4 separate regions of the Mus musculus genome follow, and all the other regions are linked to region 2. Evidence: chromatin contacts called from public Hi-C and HiChIP or PLAC-seq data. All regions are on one chromosome and are shown on one strand. Each heading gives the region's core, a stretch centred on a gene start, on an enhancer-like site or on the middle of the called end of the contact. The rest is flanking DNA. Distances are from core to core; before and after follow the strand shown. Region 1 has its middle 33 kb from the start of 2210417A02Rik. Region 2 overlaps Ubl3 (ubiquitin-like 3). Region 3 holds the start of 2210417A02Rik (RIKEN cDNA 2210417A02 gene). Region 4 has its middle 40 kb from the start of Gm36140.

Region 1 (3,525 bases), core at 234-2,733, 170 kb after region 2:
TCAGATACATCTGGCAGTGTAGCCGGCGGGTGGATGCCAGCAACCCATTAACACACACCGTCTTGTGACCTTATGATGTCTGTGGCATCACACCAGGAATTTCCCAGAATCCCTTAAACCTTATAGGATGGAGATCACACGGATCATCAGCTGTTGACGGAAACATCAGATATGCTGTGAGTCTGCCCTAGACAGTCAGGCTGCTGTGGAGACTAAACATAAACCCAGACAGCAAGAAGGCCGAGGTGAAAGAGAACGGCATTCTTGTAAACGTGTCCTGCTTCCCCGACACCCCCTGAACACAGAGTCTTTCCGTCTGCTTCTTCTGGATCCCATGTGCATTATCAGCCTGTGGGCTCCTGTCTCCTCCACAATCCCGTTGCAAGGCACAGGGCGAATCTTAGTGTCAATGACCGAATAGCGGAATGAAGGACACACAACCCGTTCATTCCTCTGCAGCAAAATTTAATTATTCCTAGGATACAGGCTTCTTCTGACAAGACCCTCAGAGCATCTGTGTACCATGATGATGTTCTGGTGGCAGCAGGGCAACAGCAGGAGCTGCCCCTGGCTTTCTCGCAGCGTCTTCGGAAAACACGCCATTAAAGCTGATGCTATGTGTGGGCAAGAGAAACGAGCGAGCGTCAATACCCCGATTTAGGATCTCTGTATAAGGAAGCTGGATCCTCAAAGGCAGAGCCACTCTGTCAAGAGCACAGATAGAGTAGATGGAAGCTGGCTGGCTGGGGTCCCTGTGTGGAACTGGCTCCACCACTTCCTAAGAACTGCGAGGTTTAGCTGAGCTCAGCGGATCTCTAGGAAAAGTTGAAGTGTGTGGACAGCTTTTATCTCTTGTGAAGTAAAAAATTTTAAAGTGTGTGTGTGCACGCTCACACACGTATGACCACAGAGGCCAGGAGAGGGTGTTGGATCCCTTGTAGGGGGGATCACAGATGGTTGGTTGTGAGTTATCTAATACAAGTACTGGGAACTGAACTCAGACCCTCTGTGAGAGCAGTGAGTGCTCTTAACTGCTGAGCCATCTCTCTGGACCCCAGTAATGTTTTCTTAAGGTAGAGGATCTGGCAAAGGGGGTGGGGTGGGGTGGGGTGGTTCCTAGCCTCCCTGCCATCCCAGGAGTCCCAGGGACTGATGGGAGTAATGGAGGTGGGTGTCTGGAAAGGGGGGCTATGGGGGTAGGGTGGGGGGTGGGCTATCTTTGCAGTCAGCATAGGGTCCTCACTAGCGCTACTCAGAGGGCTGCACCAGGGAGACAGCTGTCAGACCACTCACCCAGCACTGTGGGCTGGTTATGGTAATTTTTCTGACAAATCACAGAGGAGAGCTCAGAAGGGAAGAGCTCTTGTTCCAAGTCACCGAACAGTCTCACATATGCTCAAAAGCCTTCTCTGTACAAATAAAGGAAGTGCCACTAACTCCACTTTCCAGAGGAAAGTGACTCATTAATTGCTTACCCAGAGTCACTGGCAGAGCTGAGATTGAAAGCTCGGATGAAGGTCTGATGCCAAAGCCCTGAGTGGGGCCCTGGTGTAACACGGGGATGGTGAGGAGGGAGCTAGGTGGGACTGACAGCTAGTGTGGGGCCCTGGGTACCAGCCAGGAATGTGGAATTACACTAAAGACTCCCTTCGGGGCACAGCAAATGACTTTTTTTCCCCTCAAGGCCAGCAGTGAAGAACAACTGATTACAGACTGAGCTACAAGCCTCAGCCCCTGACTGAGGCTGTCACAGCAAGGAAGGAGCCATGCTGGAGGGTCGTGTGCAGAGATCCCTACAGAGTGCCACGGAATTAATTGTGCATCTTTAATGGAGTGCATCTTTAGCTGACCTAGGGCCCGATTCTTGCCCTTAAAGAGTAAATAAAGTCCTTAAAACTAGCAAAAGGTGATGTGAGGTCCAGTATGTAAAAGGCACGTCGCTCTTGACGCTTCGTCCTTTAACAAGATACCCTGGATGTTTTTTGGATGGCCCTCAAAGACTTTAAGGGGTTACCACATCCAGATAAGAGGGACTGTGGTGCTAAAAATATAGAAAGGGCTTGTGGAGGAAGATCTGGGAACTTTAATGGAAAAGCCTGCCGCTCTTAAGTAAAAATAAGGGGACCAGAGAGAGGACTGAGAAGCCCCAGCCCCAAGCCCAGCTTTGTCTCCTGCCCCCAGTGAGTGAATTGACTCTCTTTAAACCCTAAAAGCAAGTGGCTCCAGTAGATGGAATCCCAGGAGCACCCAATCCGAGGTGCAGAGGAGAAGCAGGGCGGGGCAGAGATACCTGGGGTGGGGGAGGGGTCTCTGCAGGTGCCACCACAGGAAGCACTCTCCTCTGTCACCCGTCCTGATGTGGCATGATTGGTTTTTAAAGCCTTTTAAACCCTATTTTTACACCGAGCACATTTCTCTTCTCTTTCAAAGGAACAAAGGGATCACACAGCCCACATGCCCTTCAAACTGGCAGCTGGGGAGGAAAGGCAGGGTGCAGATCTGCAGCCACAGAGAGCTGGTTCCCCCACGTCCGCCTCCTGCATCCGACAGAAGGGCAGCCAGCAGATGCAGGCTCCGTGGAGCCACCCATCCCGAAGGTTTCCAGTGCCCTGGCAACCAATTATTACAGTGGCATTCAGTAGTTTAGGGAAGGTTAAACCCCTGTCTTTCTCCCAGATACTTAGATGACCCTGGTCAGAAAGTCCGGTGTCCTTCCATGTGACCAGGGTGAACCCACTGTGACATGCTTTACCTGCTGTACGCACACACAAGTACTCGAAGGGTTTTATTACATTGGCATCTGCATTGCTTAAGGAAAACAATCTCCTTTCACTTTCTGGGTTTCTCTTAAAATGGAAAATATTAGCACTATTACTCACACAGTTATTTTAAAAATGGAAGGACAGATGATTCATCTCCAACTCCAGAGATAGAGAGTAAGTATTGGGGTGACTTCTCTGAGCCTTTGAGTTTTGGTCTCATTAGGAGAGACACCTGGCCAGCATGCATGGCGTCTCCCAGGCCTCTTCCAATCTCATCGAGTTCTAAGAATCCCAGGTCTCCCCACCCCTCAGTCCTGAACCCCTACCGATCCCATCTGGATCTCGAGTGTGCTTAGCTAAGACCTTACAGTGGGTTGCTAAGTGCTTGTATTATGCCCTCTGAAAAGTCAGAGCAGGAAGCAAAGTTGCAAGGGAAAAAAATCCATACTCGTGATAAAGATTCTGCAAGGAGATTGGCTGATTAGAACTTCCCAGTGGTTCAGAGTAGAAATGTTATAGATTCAGAGTCCAAGTTATCTTACACCGAAAACTCCTCTTCATAGCTGTTCTCTGTGTCCAACCTGACACCGTGTGACCCTCAGGCGCAGGTTTTTAGATTGCATTATTTAGGTCTTTGTCAACTTGACACTATCAGGCTGGCCTGTAGGAAAGTCTGGGGACATTTGCTTAGCCATTGATGTGGAAGGGTCTAGCCTACTGCAGCCCTGAGACAGGTGGTCCTGGGCAATATAAAAAAGTTAGC
Region 2 (3,664 bases), core at 966-3,465:
CACTGCACAAGGCCCTCAGGAAAAGGGCTCCTCAAGAGAGTGTCTGAAGAGGAGCTGCTGCGAAGGAAGGCGAAGAGGGAAATGTTCCTGATGAATCTACTGTAGACTTCCAAGAGCCTAGAGACTGAATGCTATAAAATGAAAAACACAAGCTCTTGAAATAGCCATGAACTATACCAATTTACTATAGGGTGAAGATGGTAACATGAAAAATACCCAAGTTCATGCATTCTGACATTGAATTTGTTAGTGTCCTGAAAAAAAAAAAAGTAAATTTGAGAGTGCCAGAAGCCAAAGAATATACACAATACACAACTGAAAACAAAACCCCTGACTTTATTTTTAACCCCTAGGCTGCTGTGTTTTCTCAGCCTGCAAGACCTCTACACCCACAAGCAGGTTTCAGATGGGTTTCTCAGACGACTAAACAACTCTTGGCTCAGCAGGTCCACAGGGAGAACTATGAAGGACGTCTCCAAGTCCCGTCTCTGCCACGAAGGGACTGAATTTACTGCATTTTGGAGGCCGCATGAAGCTCAATATCTCTTAGAATGTGGATGACTCGGCACCATCCCATAGGTAGCAGTTTTTGTGCAGAACCATCACAAACATCATGTATTACACACTATGACTCCAGTCCTTACCAGACAGACACTCAGGGTATTTCTACTACACTTTCAGTATGCTGTGCTGGGAACTCTGCCAGCTTTTTGGATTTTTTTCCCCCTCCTGTCAGCAGGGTTGACTTAGAATGAATGATACATAAATGAAATATGAATGAAAGCATTTGAACTGTGGGGCGTTCTGTAGACACTGCAACAGTGTTTGTATCAGCAACAATTTTAGTGTTATTACTATGCTACTTTATGTGTAGTCCCTGTTTCCTCTCAAAGCTATTTTGCCTTGATGATGCTGTCTAGGTTAGAAAGATATACACAGCCTGTGGGGTACTTATTTGGGAAGTAACCATTCTCACAGAAGCTGTCTTTCGAGACTATAACTGCAAAGGTCTTGTGATGGGCTGGGTTTTAAATTATTGTGTAAAATACTAGCAAATATGTCAAAAAAAAAAAAAAGCACACTCCATACTGACCTCTGAAAACCTCTAGGAGTATACTTTATAACTGTGTGGTTTTGCTGTTAGAGAGCAGAGATTGCTGTAAAATGGAATCATCTATCTTGTCTGCTAAGATGCAGAACTCAAGTTTTATTGGCTGCATGCTGTGGTTCCCCCAAAACAAAAGTTCCACCAATGCTGCAGTTATTTTTAAAAGTAATCTGTATTCCAATTCTTACAGCAGAGCATGGTTATAGATGCTTTTTTAAAAGTCACATCACCAGAAAATCAATACTAGAATCAAGCTTTTTTTTTTTTTTGTTTTTTGTTTTTTCAAGACAGGGTTTCTCTGTGTAGCCCTGGCTGGCCTCAAACTCAGAAATCCGCCTGCCTCTGCCTCCCAAGTGCTGGGATTAAAGGCATGTGTCACCACGCCCAGCTTAGAATCAAGTTTGGTAAATGGAATAATATTTAAAAACAAATCCACATGTACTTGTACGCACAAATGTATGAATTTTTATGTATTCAATCCCTTCTCCAATTCCAAACCAAATCAGGTTGAGCTGGGTAGACAGCAACCAGACAAAGAAAGGTATTTTCTCTGCCTCTCAAAGAGCCACAATTCTATCTGATGCAAGAATATGACAGACCTGGCAACCAGTGAGAGATAGATGGCATAACTACTTGTTCTACCATGAACTGGTAACAAAGTCTTCTTTAATGATTTGATCCAGCTGCCAGTCTGGCAGATCAATGTGGCTTACTGAGAAACTGTACCTTAGGTCCTCACTGCAGGTCCCTAGTACACCATTTATTATGTGCAAATGCACTGCCCAGAAGCTGCACTTCACCATCATCTAGCTCCAGCAAGAAAGGAAAATAAGAAAACTACCCCAGATCACCACTCACAAGATTTCTTATTCACGATCGAGACATCCAAATTTAAACTAAGGAGGAAAGGATACTATCACACACATCCTTTCAGTCAGGAAGAGAAAGCTGATATCTGTAAAGCCTTCAAACCACAGGAATTCAGAGACACTTCACATCAATTATTTAAGAAACAGCTAATCTCTTATAAAGCAAAGGAAAAGGAGGTTCAGGTCACTTGACCAGAGTATAAACACTGTTTGCTTCCTTCCTTTCCCTGCCAATAAAAAAGGAAGAGAGAAGCCTAATGAGTCCTCACAGAAAGCCGCAATCATTTTAAGGCTATTTCTCTGACCAAGAGCTATTTCTAAACAATGATGCACTTTTTGTAACTGTTAATTTTACCATATTTTAAAAGTGTTTATTTCATACAACATGTATGTTACAAATGTGTTTTGTGGTCAACACTAACAGCTAGTATGTTAATAGTTTGCATATTCACACAGCAAGACTTACATAAAACCCAAGAACTCAAAAATTCTCCTGAAATGCTCTTCCCCCTTTCTCAATGTTCACAAAACAAAAGCCATTTAAAACATTCTTGCTGGGCATTGGTGGCCCACGCCTTTAATCCCAGCACTTGGGAGGCAGAGGCAGGCAGATTTCTGAGTCCAAGGCCAGCCTGCTCTACAGAGAGTTCCAGGACAGCCAGGGCTACACAGAGAAACCTTGTCTCGAAAAAACCAAAAAAAAAAAAAAACCAAAACAAAACATTCTTAAGTGTTCCATTCGTAAAAGTCTTTGTTTCAAAATGATACAAGAAAGTGTAATAGTGACACTATAAGCTTTGTGTTTGAAATCTTGATAATATTAATACTGATGAATTTTAAGGCATGATTAGAGAATTATGGATGCTTTGAAAATAAGTATATAACATACGTTATATATAATAATTAAGTTATATAATCACATATTGTCATTTTTCTTTTTATGTTCATTTTTCAAAACTATTCTACCATCAAAACGGCCACCATTTTTTGTAAGGAAAGAAAAGGTTAGAAAAGAACCATATTGGCAAATTAGAAACAATTCAGAGAGAATCGAAGGATGTGGCCTTTAACTCAGAATTAATAATCAACCTCCTTAATGTCAAGTAATGGACAGCAAGAGCTGAGACCTGTCACAGGGGTAACTCAAGGACAATAAGCACTTTTGCGATCCCCAATCCAAAACTTTTCTATAGGAAGCTACAAGGATAAATCCCTTGAGAGCCCTTCAAAGTTTTGTCTACACTGTTTGGCTAAAGGCTAACAAGGTCTCTTAACTCACAGCACTAACACAGGCTACTTTCTTGCTTTGGGGGAAAGCTTTTCTAATGAAGGTCCCAGCGACAGCCTGGCCAAATGCTAAAGGCCCTGAGCTGAGCCTGTAGCTGCTGAGCCTGTAGCTGCTGCACCTGTGTTAGATGAGTGCTGCCTCTGCTTCTGCTGTCTTGCTCTCCTTCTTCCAGACAGGGCGTCACTATGTCCTGCAGCCCTCAGCCCTCCCTGCTCAGATGTCAGACTGAGGTCACAGTGTACAACAAACACCCCAACCAGCCTCTATGTTCCTCCTACTAAATAGTGCAGTACACCTTTGTTGAGTCCTAACAGGCACTGGAAACCATACTTGGGTTTAAATCCTGGCTTCATCAGGTAGCAGCAAATTGCTTTAAAGTCCCATTTTGGCTTCCTTACC
Region 3 (3,904 bases), core at 590-3,089, 210 kb after region 2:
GAGAGATGGTGATCTTTGGTGAGTTAATGAGCCTAGAAGCCCCTCCAAGGATGGGGTGGGGTGGCTCTAGATACAGGTGAAACACGTCTATTCCTCCCTCAGGTCCCAGCAGCTCCTGAGAACCAGTCTTTGCTATCGGCACACACCTGGCACACAGACACGTCTCATCGGAGGCTGTAAGCACAGTTATGCCCCCTCCCCATTCGGAACCAGCAGTCAGACTTAAAACCCAATTACAGTTCAGCTCTGTCTCCCCGAGGGGTATCGGTAATGGCGGCTCTTCCCATGTCCCAGGCAAACACTAGTCCAAGCCATTGTACTTTACTCCCCGGGAATAGCTTCACAACGAGTATCATCTGCAGCGGACTGATGGAGAAATTAGAGGCTGTACAAGCTACAGAAATTGCTCAAACTCACTGTTGAGTGCAGACGGAGAGCCGGTGTCAAAAGGTCTGTGCTATCACCTGACTTCCTCCTCGGTAGAAGAAAGAGCTTAAATAGCTAGGCCTTGTGTGTGTGTGTATGTGTGTGTGTGTGTGTGTGTGTGTGTGTGTTGCCAAGGTATAATTCCCCCACCTGTTTCCAGATGGACACATCCTGGCAGAGGAAGCGCCCAGGGGTGTTTAATGCCAGGGGCTGCCAGAGGCTTGTAAACAGGGCCATAGACAACACCCGCACCAACAATTATACCCAAGGCCGAAAAGCAGCCAGTGGTGTGTCACCTCCCATCTGCACAAGCTACAGCCACAATTTGCCGAGACAGCACCTTGTATGTCTAGAAAAGCCAGACCCAGATATTTCTGGGCCCAAGGACAGCGGGCTTCCTCATTAAAAAAAAAAAAAATTATCAGACAGATAACCACTTAAAGTTTGAAAGTGTCATAACTCAGCCACCCAGACACATGCCAAACACCACCTCTTTTTCTTTTCTGTCCTCCCAAGTACAGATGTTAATTAGGGGTCATTGAAAGGCCTCGTGCATGCAGCTGCTGACCTCCTGGAGACCGCCCACTGGTGACCTTCAGGAATGACCAAGTTCAAACACCAAGCCGCTTTCGATTTAATCACAGGCTGCGGCTAGCTGCAAACACCCCTGTGCAAACAGGGCGCTTAGGAGAGGGAGCCAGTTCTGCAAACAAACAGCACTGGGCAGACACTCAGCTCTCAGAAACCCTGAAGGCTGACATCACAACCCCAGGCTCCAAGCCAGAAATTCTGTAGGCCCTGACCCAGCCACAGAGGGCGGGAGGTTTGCTCAGAATTTATTGGGAAGCTGTGGATAAATTTCCTTTAGAGTTACCTGATGAGTGTGGCGCTTTGTGACAGTTAATCTGGATGTGTTCTGCAGCCAATATGGAGGGGGTGTCATTGTCAAATTCCTGTTTTGAGTTGATAAAGGCTTAAACAGAAATGGACCTTCGATGATTCAGCTTACTCTTACCAAGTGTTTACTACGCACCCCGGAAGAGCCATTCATGCGGCAAATACTTATTGAGCACCTACTATGAGGTAGGCTCTGGAGACACAGTGGTCCCCATCTGTTGATCATTTTGCAGGCTGGAGAGGAGCTCAGACGTGAAGGCATGATGTGTGTGATGCTGAAGAGCCGAAGGAAATGGGATAGTGCCAAGGGAGACTTCTGGAGCCACTGGAGACTTCCGGGTGCGGGGAGCTCAAAGAGCTGCCCCCATGGAAATGAAGTTTAGTTTATAAACTGATTGAATTGGGGAAAGCCCAGTGGGGCTCCACCCATCCTTCTCTCGGGCTTCCTGCAAGAAGCACCGGAAGTGAGTTCGAGAAGCCTGAAGGGAACTGTAGTTCGGTTTGTAGAACTTGCTGGAAGAGCAGGAAGCAGTTAACAGAAGCTTTGTAAACTCTGAACTCAGACTCTGTGCTAGGACCCGCGGCTGCGCGGGTTTCACAGGAAAGTTAGATGACGACACGGTCTTGCTTCTCCTTTCCAGTCACCCTCAAAGAGTCCAAGGTATGAGTGGCTGGCAGAGAGGGCAGGTGGGAGCACTCGGGACCTGACTGGGGACAGGGGAGATGGGGCAACAGTGGGGGTGTTGGGGAGGGCGACCTGGCAAGGCAGGTGGGAAGGGTGACCCCTGCCACAGAGCTCTGGGCGAGCAGAAGAAAATTCACAGAGCCGCAAGCTGAGTCAAGAAGCCCGAGAGAAGGATGTGTGGAGCAGGACATGGCAAATTCTCTTAACTATTGAACCATCTCTCCAGCCCCTCTTTCTCTCTTTTCAAAGATTTATTTTTATTTTATGTGTATGAACGTTTGCCTGCATAAATGTCTGTGCACCACATGGATGCAATACCCATAGAGGCCAGAAGGGGGCATCAGATTCCCAGGACCTGGAAATTCCCAGGCACTTTCACATGGTTGGGAGCCACCAGGCCCTTTGGAAGAGCAGCCAGTGTTCCTAACCACAGAGCCATCTCTCTAGCCCCTTTAGAATCTCCTTTTTAAGGGCCTTAATTCTAACTGTTACAATGTCCAACTCTTTGCTGCACCACACTTGGTACCTGAGAGCAGAGATATGTTTAATCGCCTTAGCAGTCTGCTGGGTCAGAAAAGGAAAGAAGAGAGTCTGTTTGCAGGAACTGTAATCTAAGTCTGAGAAAGCAGCTGTGATTCCCACCTGCTGTGCACCCTGAGGGGAATCCTGGGAAAGGAACAGCACACAGTTCCGCCTCTGTCTTTCTTCCCTACATCCCTCTCTCAGGAAGTAAGCCTTCCCGTATCTTGTTCTCGGTTGAAGGACCCGTTGAAGCCCCTCTATTCCTAAGGAAGAAAAGAAAAACCGTTCTCCAGGAGATGATCTGAAAGAGTCAAGCTTTGGATTCTATATGTCTTGAAGCCGTCATTTGAGTGACCCTTGCCCTTGTGCATTAAGAATTCTCCAGCAGGAAACTGAACAGTATTGATTAGATTTGAAGATATGGCTGGAGAGTAGGCTCGTCAGTTAAGGTTATATACCACTCTTGCAGAGGACTGAGTTCAGGTCCCAGCACCCACAATGCCTGAGACTCTTGCTTTGGGAATCCAAGTTATCTGCCTGTACCTACATACCCCGCACCCCAAGACACATACACCTACGCATAATTAAAAATAAATCTTTTTAAAAAACTGAATACATCTACCCTTTGACCCAAAGGCTCAAAAGTATAGGAATTTATCTTGCAGAAAATAGTCTCCTGTGTGGATAAAAGCCTCATTAAGCTTTCTTTTTTGTAAGGTCACACCATTTTCAACCCTCGAGGATTAGTTAAGTGAGTATGACCCATACCGATAAAGAAATAGTCTCAAGTCCTTTAGAATTGATTTTCTGGCATTTAACTGAAATCTGACTGTGTGGGCTTTAACAACACAGGAATACTTATGGCCAGGTGATAAGGCCAAAGGGAGATGCCCCAGAGTGGATATGATGAATCTACTTAACCATCTCCCATGTCTTTTGGTTGGCCATCTTGCTCATGACCTTTCTTCCCCCCCCACCACCACCACCACCAAATGCCTGCAGAGCACCCCAGGCGCCATATCTGCTTGAAGGAAGAAGGATAGACAACCTCTCCCCCCTTCCCCCCTAGAAAACAGCATTCCCAGAAGTCTCAGTCAATCTGCTCCCACTTACACCTAACGGACAGTGGCTGGGTTAGTGGCCACCCTGCGCACAAGGGACGCTACAAATGTCGGTCCTCCATTAAATTGAGTTGGTTTGAAAAATGGAGCCGAAACGGTGGCTCTGAAGAAGAGTCTGGCATCCCAGACGTGTTTAAATAACGTCTGCCAGCAGCGTGTACGGTTAACAGACAGACCAGAATAGTACTGTGGTATGCTACCATATGTGTGCTATTCTAAGTGGGGTGTGTGTGTGCTGTGGTCTTAGCTGTCC
Region 4 (3,911 bases), core at 1,162-3,661, 140 kb after region 2:
GGGGTCCCATAGCTTCTATGTCTTGTGTTTGCTTGGGCCCTACTGCACTGCAAGTACCAAAATTGTCAGTTATCAGTCTCTGCTTGGCTTCTGGTGTGGGCTTCAGGCTGCCCCATCTCTGGAGATAAGTGCCTGGCACACTTCCACCATCACCATCACCATCACCACCACCACCACTATCACCATCACCTCCTCTTCCTCTTCCTCCCTCCCCCTTCACCCCCCTCCTCCTCCTCTTTCTCTTCTTCTATGTGTATGGGTGTTTTGCCCACGTGTACATATATGTACCACATGTGTGTAGTGGCCACAATGGCCTGCAGAGGGCGCCAGATCCTCTGTAATGAGAGTTACAGACTGTTAAATGCCCCCTGTGTGGGTGCTGGGAACCAAACCTAGGACCTCTGGAGACTCAGGCAGTGCTCTTAACCACCAAACTGTCTCTCCAGTCCCTGCCAGGCTCACGTTATGACAACTCACCACCCTGATAACTAACCTGGTCTCAAAAGAAGCATATTAATCCCTTCTTGAGGGAAGCAGTCCCACACACTACCTCTCAAAAGTCCACCACCTACCCAGATTATCACATTGTGTTTATAATGTCTTGAGCCTCCAAAAGAGTTTTGGTAGCCGACCGTTTAGTTTTGAATTGTAGTGTGCCATACAAGCCCTCCCAGACAGATGTGACGACATCTGCAGGAGTTCAGATCACGGAGCAGAGGTCTTTGAAAAGCAGGTGTTCCAGAACTCAACTTGGGTATGATAAGCAGCAGTTCCAAACGCTTGTGGCAACGTCCAGAGCAGGGGCGAGATCCCAAATGAGCACTCAGTTGAGCTTCCTGCTAGAGGTCTGTGAACCCCTCCCCTGTACCTCACGCTGACTGCGAGACACTGTCCAAGCCACATAGTAGCTTCCTCCATAGCTGAACAGAAAACAGTTGCCCGGGAAACGGTTTCACTCTTCCATGAGGTACTACTGACAGGAATTTGTTTCTATCACTCTTTTGAGTGCCCAGGGACCCTTGCCTGAGTGTCTCTGTCTCAGAGGAAGGCAGCCTGCCTTCCCAAGCAAGGCAGACTGTGAGCCATTATTTATATCAGCTTGAGGCATTTCACTCTGTTCCTATTTTTCTGAGTGTGTGTGTGTGTGTGTGTGTGTGTCTTTTTTCTTTCTTTTTTTTAAATCACAGTGGCCACTACTAAATTTCATCACGTGCTTTTCCTTTACTGATTTATCAAACCATGGTTTTGGTTTGTTTGTTTGGTTGGTTTTTTTTCCTGTTATTTTAATGGATTACACTGTGGGCTTGCAATACTAAATCAACCTGAGATAACCCCTCCTTTATTTGTGGGATATGATTAATCCCTTTGACATGTAACTGAATCTTATTGGCATCTCAAGAGTGTTTATATGTTCTTGAGTGCCATTGATACGTGAATTTCTTTTCTGTATCTATTTCAGGAGCAGCGTAAGACCAGCTTCACAAAAGGAATTGGGAAGTTGGTTTCCTTACCCTGTTTCTTCAAGATATTCTGTAGAGCGTCAATTTCCCCCAGTGGCCCCAGCAGAAACTACCCAATTAGGAAAGAAGGCCGCAGGCACCATTTGCTTCTGATATACACAATTATTCACACATTGTTTCATTCCAGCAGGCATGTGTCTTTCCTGAAACAAATTGCTTTCCAGATCCTCTGCCTTCTAGTCCCAAGGGTCATTAGATCACTAGGTCACTAGTGTGGCCGGTGAGTGAGTGGCCCAGAAAACCTGAGAGAGGTTCAGAAGCCACAGCTACAACAGCTACAAGGTTACAACTTGGGCGAGAAGAATGTATGGGGTCGCCATAGTGTGCTTGCTTTCTCCAGTGAGCCCTGACTCCATTCACAGTGTGATCTTATTTTGCATTTGAAGCCCTACTGTTCCCAGCTGGAGGAAGGGCAGGAGTTATTGCTCTCCTGAACTGATTGATCCTTGTACTGACAGTCGTCGGTCGTCCCTTTCTTGCAGCTGCTGGGCATTTTGTGCCATTACCTGATTAAGTAGCAGATGCAGTGAACTTGGCAGACAACTTCCTATCTGGTGTGATCTGAAATGGAAGCTGTTTTGTCAGTTCATGGACCCTTTCCTGAAGCAAACTGAAAGGAAGTGTGGCGAAAGTGGCAAACATTACTTGCTGAAATCCAGATCTTCGGACCCCGAGGCCCAGCCATCCTCTGTGTGAGTAGCCGTCAGAGGCTTTATATTTAGGCCGAGCCCGGACTCTTTTCTTTACTGGAGAACACTTTTTACTTCAGAGGATGATTGCAAAACTTTAACACTGTCACGTGTGTATTTGGCGCTTTCCCTGCTGTTGTGACAAAGCACTAAGACCAAGGCAACTTACAGAAGCAAGAATCCATTGTTGTAGCAAGTGCCAGGAAGCTGCGAGATCTCACCAACAAGCACCTCGCGGAGAAGAGAGGGAACCGGAAGTGTGGCTGGGGCTGAGGAGGCAGTGGCTCTAAAGGAGCGTCAAGGCAGGAGGCTGAAGAGGTAGCAAAGCCAAGCGGGATGGGGGCGGGAGTGGTGGTGGGGGTGAGCAGATGGGAAGGGAGCAAGAGCAGCGAAGAAGGAGAAAGTTTAGTTCCCAAAGAGCTGGGCTGCTCACTTGGTTTTGGCAGGCATGGAAAGCTAGTCTTTAGGAGAGACGTGACAGGACTTTTTAAAACAGGTTCTCTTTAGAAAGGAGAAGAGATAGGCTCAATAGAGAGCATGCTGTCTTCACAGGGCACCTCAAACTCACCAGGAAACAATCACAGAAGCAATGCAGATTCTTGACTCCTGTTGTGTCTGAAGTTCTGGCCCTGGACTTTACACTTTAAGTAAACTAGCTGTCGATCAGTGGCATCCTGAACCCCTGAGCCATAGAACTGAGCAGGTTCTGAATGCTCCCTTCTTCTCTTCTCCCCTTCCCTCCCCTTCCCTCCCCTTCCCTCCCCTTCCCTCCCCTTCCCTCCCCTTCCCTCCCCTTCCCTCCCCTTCCCTCCCCTTCCCTCTCCTCCCCTCTCCTCCCCTCTCCTCTCCTCTCCCCTCCCCTCCCCTCCCCTCCCCTCCCCTCCTCTCTGCTTCTTCTTCTTCCTCCTCCTGCTCTTCTGCTTCTCCTCCCTCTCCCTCTCCTTCCCTCCTCTTCTTCTTTGGGCATCTTTTTTTGGATACTTTCCTGCTTTCTTCTTTGTATACTGTTCATTCAGACCTTTTGTCCACTATTAAACTTGGGATCTTTCTTATTTTTGCGTTTTAAGTGTAAATTGTTGAGGGCTGGAGAGACAGTTCAGTGGTTAAGAGCACTGGCTGCTTTTGTAGATGACCCAGGTTAGTTCCCCCCGGCATCCACATAGGAACTCACAACCATACATAATTCTAGTTTTAGGGAATCTGACGCCGTCTTCTGGCCTCTGTGTGCACTGCACCCCTATGGTGCACAGGCAGACACACAGGAAAATGCACACATAAAACAAATAAACTTGAAAATATATATTGTATATTTTGTGTTGGGAGCCAAAACTAAATTCTTTATAATAATCCAAGTGAAAAAGATGACCACCAAGTCTTAAGACATAAAGCTGAACCTCCTCCCCAAGCTGACTAAATCCAGACAAAGGTCACCAACAGACTGTTCCAGTTGACCCCCTCCCCAAGCTGACTAAGTCCAGATGAAGGACACCAACAATTACACAAGATGACTCCAGACCTGACTGACGCTCTTGCGCACGCCAGACTTGCCAGCAAGAACGACGCTGCAACAGGATCCTTCTGCACACGTTTATTGGGAGAGACTGATTGCAGAGGCGAAGAGAGACCCCAAGCCCAGAACTGGTGCTGCTTATATAGGCCTAGGAGAGGCGTGTCTCACACCCGGATTGGTTATGCATGGGTT

Evidence for each region. A called contact is a pair of places that touch in the nucleus more often than the background predicts. HiChIP or PLAC-seq counts read pairs in DNA pulled down with a chosen protein or histone mark.
Region 1: a Hi-C map of the C2C12 cell line shows a contact between it and region 2, with 3 times the contacts expected there. The contact joins two enhancer-like sites. A contact is called at or near these places in 13 of 484 Hi-C or Micro-C datasets (the C2C12 cell line, the N1E-115 cell line, Sertoli cells and 7 more), 12 of 115 datasets of contacts at active chromatin or transcription factors (the NIH/3T3 cell line, bone marrow-derived macrophages, cardiomyocytes and 8 more) and 3 of 9 other capture datasets (adipose tissue, liver and pancreatic islet).
Region 3: a contact with region 2 is called in an H3K4me3 HiChIP or PLAC-seq map of bone marrow-derived macrophages, with 4 times the contacts expected there. The contact joins the promoter of 2210417A02Rik here to the enhancer-like site in region 2. A contact is called at or near these places in 4 of 39 promoter capture datasets (the 3T3-L1 cell line, the C10 cell line, embryonic stem cells and 1 more), 10 of 484 Hi-C or Micro-C datasets (the HL-1 cell line, bone marrow, bone marrow-derived macrophages and 5 more), 6 of 115 datasets of contacts at active chromatin or transcription factors (astrocytes, bone marrow-derived macrophages, embryonic basal ganglia and 3 more) and 2 of 9 other capture datasets (adipose tissue and liver).
Region 4: a contact with region 2 is called in a Hi-C map of bone marrow-derived macrophages, with 27 read pairs. The contact joins two enhancer-like sites. A contact is called at or near these places in 1 of 15 datasets of contacts at CTCF or cohesin (large pre-B cells), 8 of 484 Hi-C or Micro-C datasets (the HL-1 cell line, Th2 cells, bone marrow-derived macrophages and 5 more), 3 of 115 datasets of contacts at active chromatin or transcription factors (bone marrow-derived macrophages, embryonic hindbrain and memory CD8 T cells) and 2 of 9 other capture datasets (adipose tissue and liver).

The regions. Positions count from the first base shown.
Region 1 is chr5:148,706,793-148,710,317 of GRCm38.p6, forward strand. No RefSeq gene overlaps it. Among named protein-coding and RNA genes, the nearest start is that of 2210417A02Rik, 33 kb to the right of the region's middle. Within about 2 kb of position 1,484, at least 163 of the 459 cell types and tissues checked have an H3K27ac peak or open chromatin away from gene starts, as enhancers often do. A contact at or near this core is called in the C2C12 cell line, bone marrow-derived macrophages and pancreatic cancer cells, where this site is marked.
Region 2 is chr5:148,534,141-148,537,804 of GRCm38.p6, forward strand. All of the region lies in intron 1 of Ubl3 (ubiquitin-like 3), which reads right to left. Among named protein-coding and RNA genes, the nearest start is that of Ubl3, 17 kb to the right of the region's middle. Within about 2 kb of position 2,216, at least 39 of the 459 cell types and tissues checked have an H3K27ac peak or open chromatin away from gene starts, as enhancers often do. A contact at or near this core is called in the C2C12 cell line, the HL-1 cell line, bone marrow-derived macrophages and 2 more, where this site is marked.
Region 3 is chr5:148,740,001-148,743,904 of GRCm38.p6, forward strand. It overlaps 2210417A02Rik (RIKEN cDNA 2210417A02 gene), which reads left to right and starts at 1,840. Exons shown (of 2, transcript NR_028285.1): 1 at 1,840-1,984; 2 at 2,735-3,139.
Region 4 is chr5:148,672,045-148,675,955 of GRCm38.p6, forward strand. No RefSeq gene overlaps it. Among named protein-coding and RNA genes, the nearest start is that of Gm36140, 40 kb to the left of the region's middle. Within about 2 kb of position 2,412, at least 28 of the 459 cell types and tissues checked have an H3K27ac peak or open chromatin away from gene starts, as enhancers often do. A contact at or near this core is called in bone marrow-derived macrophages, where this site is marked.